Regions from separate parts of the Sus scrofa genome. Here region 1 is linked to region 2. A link is a contact called in public promoter capture Hi-C data. All regions are on one chromosome and are shown on one strand. Each heading gives the region's core, a stretch centred on a gene start, on an enhancer-like site or on the middle of the called end of the contact. The rest is flanking DNA. Distances are from core to core; before and after follow the strand shown.

Region 1 (3,931 bases), core at 461-2,960, 1.9 Mb after region 2:
AAGTCTGATATGTAACTAAAGGGATTAAAACTGTCAAAAGTGCTATAAAATAAACATTCCCAGGATATAAAGAAAATTATATTGTTTGCTCTTTTTACAAATTTAATTATAACATAAAAACTAATTTTATATCCATGCTATTCTATGTTTACTATCTTATACTATTGGTAAGGTTTCTCCCAGAAAGAAGTGGAAAACTTTCGTTAAAGGAGTGTGCTTGCAAAATAAATTACCCAATTAGTTTACAATTGCAAACAGTACAGTGATTAAGAGAATGATCTCCAGAATGGGATCAAATGAATTAAAATTCTACTTCTAAAATGAGATCTCACCCCCTCTCTTCTGTTCAGGAACATCACTCCAGCAATAGGTGTCCTCTACAAAAGATCTGCATAAATTTTCCCTTCCTGCAGGGCAACTGCCATAAGCATACAAGCACTATATAATTCCTCCTTTCTTAAAAAAAAAAAAAAAAAAAAAAAAAAAAAAGCCCTCTTTCAACCTTCACCCCCATTCTAGTCTCCTTTGCATAATTCCTCAAAAGAGTTGGCCGTAGCCCCTCCCTTCCCCCCCCCTTTTTTTTTTGGTCCTTTTAGGACCGCACCCGGCGGTACATGGAGGTTCCCAGGCTTGGGGTCCAATTGGAGCTGTAGCCGCCGGCCTACAGCACAGCCACAGCCACGCCAGATCCATCCGTGCCGCCTCTGCGACCTACACCACAGGTCTGGGCAAAGCCGGATCCCTAACGCACTGAGCGAGGCCAGGGACCGAACCTGCGTCCTCAGGGATGCCAGTCAGGTTCGTTTCCACTGAGCCATGCTTTCCTGATCAGCAACCTACGAGGCTTCCCAGGATCTACACCCTCCCAGGGCTCAGTCCTCCACCTCCACCGCCAGGCGACACACAAACACAGGCCGTCCACACCACCTCCCCCGGAGGACCCCTCTGGCCGCACAGCCCGCCCGGTTCCTCACTCGCACTGCTGCCGCCGTCCGGAAAGCTCTTCCTCTGCACAGGTGCACGGCTTACTCCTTACCCGCTTTCGGCCCAAATGCCACCTTCTCAGCGCGGGCTTCTACATGCCCCCTCCCTGCTCTATTCGTTTCTACTGCACAGAGCGGCACCTGACACACTGCACACACATTTTTTTTTTTTAAACCACATACTTCAGAATGTAGCACGCATAAACTAAACACCATGAAGGCAGGAACTTCTGTCTACAAAGAGGCGCTGCGTAATTTTCTGTTTGAAGGAGTCGTCAATGCTCCATACTCCTCTCTCTCCAAATCAGTTTTTAGAACCTTTGGTGAAATAACGCGTGACGTTAAACAGTCTTTAAAGCTAAAAACCTTAGCGCCTCGTCAGCTAGCAAGAAAAGGCACATGCTCACAACGGCCAAGCCTTAAACGCGGGGGGCAAGGCCTCCTTTTTCTTTAGAAAAGGGTTTTCCCTCAGGACAGCGGCTACCACACGGCGCCCCTACACTGGCAAAAGCAGGCAGTCCGGCCGCGCGGACCCTCTTCCCGCCAAAACTTACCGCCATGGCGCCGCCCAGCCGACTGCACAAACCCACGACAGCGACCTCGAGGACCCCCCTCAAAGGAGTGGTTACAACTTCTTCCCTCCCTCTCGCGGGAGTCAGGCCCACCACCTCCCTGAAGCACACGCTTCACACCTGATGAGGCAATCACCGGCTCTCTAACTACCTCCGGGGCCACCTCGTGGCCTGCTGGGAGTTGTAGTTCCCAGAACCCTAGAGCCCACGTCCAGCAGGCACGTATTGACTACATTTCCCAGAGAACAACAAAGCCACCGGAAGTCTAAGTCCAGCCACACACCCCCCCGGGGGGAACCGGTAGTGACGTCACGTGTATGTTGAACTACAAAGCCCATGATGCAGTTCGGGGTCGCAGATCGCTGTGAGCGCGCCCTGAGTGACGTAGAGATCCCGGGCCACCAACCTTTTCACCTTATGGAGCTGGGTTAGGTGGCTTGTCTGGATGCCTGGACGCAAGTTGTAGTCGTCTTCAGGGACTGAGGTGCTAACTATGACATGTTTACGACTGTTGGTGGCATTCAAAATCCAAAAAAATTTTTTTTATTTCTTAGTGAATTTATCACACCTGTAGTTATACAATGATCATCACAATCCAATTCAAAATCCAAAATTTAGACATTTTATAGCCATGTATTAACAATCCTCATTTTTTACATTTTTTTTAAAGGAAAGGGTGGAAACCTACCTGCTCCCAGTGCCCGGCTCAGACTGGTTCATCTTACCAAGACTCTGTTGTCTGAAGTACTGGTTACTAGCCATAAATGGCTATTTAAATTAACCAGTTTAAAATAAAATTTAGGAGTTCCCGTCGTGGCGCAGTGGTTAACGAATCCGACCAGGAACCATGAGGTTCCTCGGGTTCGGTCCCTGCTCTTGCTCAGTGGGTTAACGATCCGGCGTTGCGTGAGCTGTGGTGTAGGTTGCAGATGCGGCTCGGATCCCGCGTTGCTGTGGCTCTGACGTAGGCCGGTGGCTACAGCTCCGATTCGACCCCTAGCCTGGGAACCTCCATATGCCGCGGGAGCGGCCCAAAGAAATAGCAAGAAGACAAAATAATAATAATAAAATAAAATTTTAAATGTAGTTCTTCAGTCGCACTAATGCCACTTTTCATGTAGAAAGTCCACATGGCTAGTTGTTCCATATCCGGACAGCGAGGGTGGATATAAAACATTTCCATCATCAAAGAAAGATTGATTGAAAAGCGCTGATCCAAGATTTTTACTTTCTGGTAGTCAGATTATTACTCTCACCTGCGTTCCTTTATAATTTGTTAACATTTATTAAGCATCTACAAAGCACTTGGAGGAGCTGGGTGTGCCCAGACCAGAAGTGTGTCTTCCTAAAAGAATAAGTGGGTGGGGGGGAGTTTGCCCATGAGGATGAGAGGTCCATTCCTGGCCTTGCTCAGTGGGTTAAGAATCCCAGGGTTGTGGCAAGCTGCAGTGTGGTTTGCTGATGTGGCTTGGATTTAGTGTTGCCACGGCTGTGGTGTAGACCGCAGCTTGCAGCTACAGTTAGACCCTTAGTCCAGGAACTTCCATGTGCTACAGGTGCAGCAGGAAAAAGCATGTAACTGGGTCCCCATGCTGTACATCAGAAAAATAAATAAATACAAAAAAAAAAAAAAACAAGGAAAAAGCAAAAAACTGGGAGAGGGGATTTCTTTAATAAAAATGTTGTTATATATGTGTAATATATATATTATGTTTACATTTTTCAACCACTAGTTTTTATTTCTTTGTTTGTTTGCTTTTTGGCCACACCCTCAGCTTGCAGAAGTTCTAGGGTCAGGGATCCATGCTGATCCTTAACCTGCTGAGCTCCCAAGGAACTCTTGAACCACTAGTTTTGAAATACAAATTTAACGATGGTCTAAAACAATGCCTGGCACATGGTATGGGCTCACTGAAAATTTATTAGATGAAAGGAAGTTAAGAAGGAACTTTAGATTATAGAGAACCTACCAATGGCTCTCCCACCTTTGTGCTCTCACACATAAAAATACTCTCCATCACTTACCACACCCTCCTCCTTTAGCTACTAACTATTTAGACGTCACTCCCTGACAGCCCAGATCTGGGTTGAATGTCCCTTCCTAGATGTTTGCTGAAGCGCTGCCTTCCTCCCCTCCCTTGGGAAAATTATCTTACTGAATTTGAAGTGCCTGTTGGTTTATCGTTAGATGTAAGCTCCATGACAGCAGAGGCTGCCTAGCACATAGTGTCTGGCACATAGTAGGTGCCTTGTAAATACATATTGAATGAATGAAAGAATCCTTATCATCCACAGCTGTTATAACTATAGTTAGGCTTTCCTATTCCAATTCTGCCCTAACCAGTACCATTTGTCATCTTTGACTCATCAGCTTCC
Region 2 (4,051 bases), core at 668-3,167:
CTCTACAAACTCCTATGCATTACCTGGCAGTGACGTAAACATAAGCACCAGGAATAAAAGGTCTTCACTGAAGACATGCTTGCTGGGACAAGATGTGGAATGGAATTGTGAGAATAGCTGGCAACAGAATATGCAAACAACAAAAAAAAGAATATGCAAACAACCGCTCTGTGGAAAACTGAAGTGCAATGATGCTAAGAGGGATGAAAAAATAACTCACACCTTTAAGAGATGCAAACACAGACAAAAAGAAAGAAACATGGGGAGGAAAGGCAAAGACGGATAAACCTGGGATGCTGCAATCGAACTAGAACTGTTCTGCTGAGTCCAAACATCAGTGTCATTTGGTTAAAAACAGGCCTACACACAGAGGCAACTTTCCCAAAGCCCTGTTACAGCACTCTGGCCAGTCTTAGAGTTATCTGCACTCTCAAGATCACAAAAAATACGTATTTAGATAAATGAATGGAAGTTTCGCAACATGATTTTTCTAATTCTGTCCAATTAACTGACAAAAAGGTAAATCTTCAATGGCATATAATTGAGACTTTAACAGAAAGAAAAGAAGTGATTCACAGATAGTGTTTTTCACATGCTCACTCCCACTCTTCAAGGGGCTACGCTTTAGGGGTAGAAAAGCTTTAGAATACATGGAATTCAGAAGATTCCAGGGGTCTAGAAGTTGTAGCAAGTACAGCCTGTACAAAACAAGTCACACCACTGGGCTGAATTTGATTTTTGCTTTTTAAAATTCTTGGGCACCTTCATTCAGATGTTTTAATGCAAACACATTCTGGTACTAATGCTTGCCTCAGACTGGACACACACCTGTCCCTTGCCCTCATCCTGGGCGTCTTCATGAGAGTTTTAATTCAGGTTCACAGAAACACAGAGATACACATGAACTGTACAGACATTATACGCACATTAGTGTGGGTGCCTGTATGCAAGGATCTCTCAGAAATAGGCTGGCAGTTCTCATAAGAGTCTCGAGGGAGTTGTACAAAATCTTAAGTCACCCCTTGTACGAAACTCCTTCACTGGATTGGGGGGGCTGAAAAGATTAAGGTCCTAAGAAAGTAAGAATATGATGTCCTAGAGGAGACTGATAGAAAGCCTTCAGGTTTGGGGGGGGGGGTTTTGTTTTTTGCCACAAACACCAGGGACTAGAAAAAAATCAGGTTTTGTTTTTATGTTTTGTTTTCAACAGTTTAGGGTTGAAAGGTTTTGAGTCTCCCTCTTCTACCTACAACTGGCAACTTGTGTGTACTGACCATCAAGTCTTGGGATGAAGAGTAATAAAACTGATTATCAATTCTGCTACATGAAAACCACCTGATGATTCACAGTAGGGAACTTAGACCCTTCAGCAGTGTCACCGAGCGCTTTCACTAACACTTGATATATCAAGACTGAAAGCTGGACTGATTTAACCGCTAAACAGGTCATCAAAGGGTTTCATTTTTACCTAGGTCAGTGGATTAAACAGCCTATCTTCCAAGTTCTTAAAGCTCCTATCCCTATCTTAAATGATACACAAATACTGTCACTAGGAAAAGGTTCTTCAACAATCCACTTTTCCATTCGTGTCACACCTGAAAACTTGGCAGAAGATACCAAACTAAAATAGAGCAACCCCTTCCAAACCGAACGAGAGTCACCGATCTCTCCAGAGGCAGGAAGAGTATGAGAAGTCACGATCCTGATAAAGAACATGTTCACACATTCAGTCTTAGCAGAATTAAACACCTGGGGTACACGGTCTCACTACAACCGTGACTAAATAAATGGCAAAGTTGAAAAGTTACTTGCTATAGGGTCCTCCACTTCCTCCATAGTCATAGGTTTGCTGTGACTGGTCATCGATGCTGTAACTCGTCTGGTAGAAATCCGTGTTTAGGTTTTCAAAGCCTGACATGGCAGATGCTCTGCAATAGAAAAGAAACAGCGAAGACTGTGTATGTGCAAGGCCCTCCTAAATTCGGTCCTGACACTTAAGCAAATATCCTCCCAAGGCAGCAAATACTCGTTCTAGAAGTCCAGGGAGCAACACTGGGAGGGTGGGTCGGGTCTCTAGGTCAAGGCCGGGAAGACACCTCATTTCAAGGAGCTGGTACGCCTTGGAGCAGGGGCTGGGGCCGGGACGTGGGAGGAGGAGTGGCTCCGTGGGGCCTAAAATACCACCAGTGACAAAGAGGACTGATTCCTCACATTGGGACAGGGCTTTACAGCCGACAACACGACTGCCTCCTTGCAAAATACGGCTGGGCCTGCCGGGGAAACGCAAGCTGCTGGAAGACGGCGCCGGAGCGGCAGCGGCCGCGTCTCCGCACAGCCGGAGAAGGGGCGAGGGGCTGGGCGAAAGGACCCGGGCGCGGCGCCGAGAGGCGGCCATAAGCCGCGCTGCCCCGGTGCGGGGAGAAGCCGAACACTGCGCCACGGAACCGGACACTCACCTAACGCGGCGGCGGCGGCGGTGGCTCCCGCAGCCCCCAGCAGCCCCCAAACTCGGCTCAGGACCCGGTACCGGCCCCGTTGCTACGTGTCAGGAGGCCAAAGAACTGCTTCCGGGGCACGCCCGCTCGCGCAGGCGTGGTGGCAGATTTGGGGCCGGGGCTGGAGTACCGAGAGCGTGTTGGGGGAGGGGGTACGAGGGCGCGATATGGAGCGTGCGCAGTGCGGTGGGCCAATGAGAGGAGCGAACACTTCCGGCCGCTGGGTCGGCGGCGAAGGTAGAAAGGCGCAGGCGCCGCGGTTGCTAGTTGCCACTTGGGAGGGAGCCTTGCTCTGTAGTCGGAGCTCCTGGGGGAAGGCGCGTAGGTGCTGCAGCGGAAGGAGCGGAGCCTTTCTCTTGTGCACCGCGGCTGCAGATCCCTGGTCTCTCTGGACTCACTGCTTTTCAAGCACCGTGCTAGAGTCTATGTATTATTTATTACAAACTAACGAAATGGTTACTCTGCTACTCTCCTTTTATAGGTGAGGCTGTTAAATGTTCATTTCATAACACTGAATGCGACGTTGAATATCAACTCTGTGCTAACTATGCTAGCTTCAGGGAATATTAAGATGAATACAAGCTAGTTGCTATTGCTCATAAAACGTGTAAATACATATAAAATCGTTACTAATATTAAGCGCCCCGTAATTCTTTGGAAGGTGTAGTATTCAACTGGGACTACGAATCTTGAAAGCCACTCTGAAGAGGTGATGATCAAAAGGGTGAATAGGACTTAGAAAAGAACGCAACAGGAAAAGGAAAGGAGAGTCGGGAGAGAGAAAAGTGTAAATATTCCAGGCAGGGAGAGCCGCTGTGCAAGGGCTGGGGTTAGGGAAAACAGGGTGCAGGAAGGGTATAAATCAGTTTCTCCATCGCTGCACTATTAACATTTTGGTCCAAATGATTTTTTTTCTTTTCTTTTTTTTTTTTTTTTTTTTTTTTTGTCTGCACTGTAGGACGTTTAGCAGCATTTCTGAACTCTACCTCCTAGATATCAGCAGCAACCCCTCCCCCCGCAACCCTTGTGACAACTAAAAATGTCTCAGGCAACATTAGATTTTGGAAATCACTGGTTTAAATGAAGACAGGGTGATTAGAGCAGCAAGTGAGCCGAGCTGCGTAGGCAAGTGCTACAGACAAGGGTTGGGGAATAGAGTGTCTCATGGAATTGCCGTGTTGGCTGTAAAAAGGGAAACCACTGAAGGTTATGAACTAGTGAGTGAAACGATTAGATTGTTAACTTTTAAGAAAGTTGCATCGCTTTCTTAAAGTGAGAGAATCCTGACTGCCCTAAGGCCAAGTGCCCTGGTGTTAACCAATGATCAGAAGTGAGTCCAGGGTTTACAGTACTAAAATTTATATCATGAGTCTCCTACATTACATGCTGGGACCAAAATCCCATGGTCTTCATAAAAGAAGTCTGGCCATTGCTCTGGGATCAGTTTCCAAAGGGCTAATAAAATGTCACTGATAAAAACTTTTCTCTCAACACACACACCTCCCCAAAATGAAACAAACAAGTAAAAATAAACAACTGAAAGGAAACACACTCCC

Evidence for each region. Promoter capture Hi-C pulls out the DNA fragments that hold promoters and counts their contacts.
Region 1: a contact with region 2 is called in a promoter capture Hi-C map of liver, with 13 times the contacts expected there. The contact joins the promoter of LARS here to the promoter of YIPF5 in region 2. A contact is called at or near these places in 2 of 5 promoter capture datasets (fetal skeletal muscle and liver) and 1 of 47 Hi-C or Micro-C datasets (liver).

The regions. Positions count from the first base shown.
Region 1 is chr2:147,552,487-147,556,417 of Sscrofa11.1, forward strand. It overlaps LARS (leucine--tRNA ligase, cytoplasmic), which reads right to left and starts at 1,711. Exons shown (of 33, transcript XM_021084961.1): 1 at 1,538-1,711. The coding sequence starts at 1,543.
Region 2 is chr2:145,666,014-145,670,064 of Sscrofa11.1, forward strand. YIPF5 (Yip1 domain family member 5) reads right to left here and starts at 1,918. Exons shown (of 5, transcript NM_001077225.1): 1 at 1,809-1,918. The coding sequence starts at 1,918. It overlaps LOC110259671, which reads left to right and starts at 1,924. Exons shown (of 3, transcript XM_021085167.1): 1 at 1,924-1,962; 2 at 2,222-2,976. The coding sequence starts at 1,924.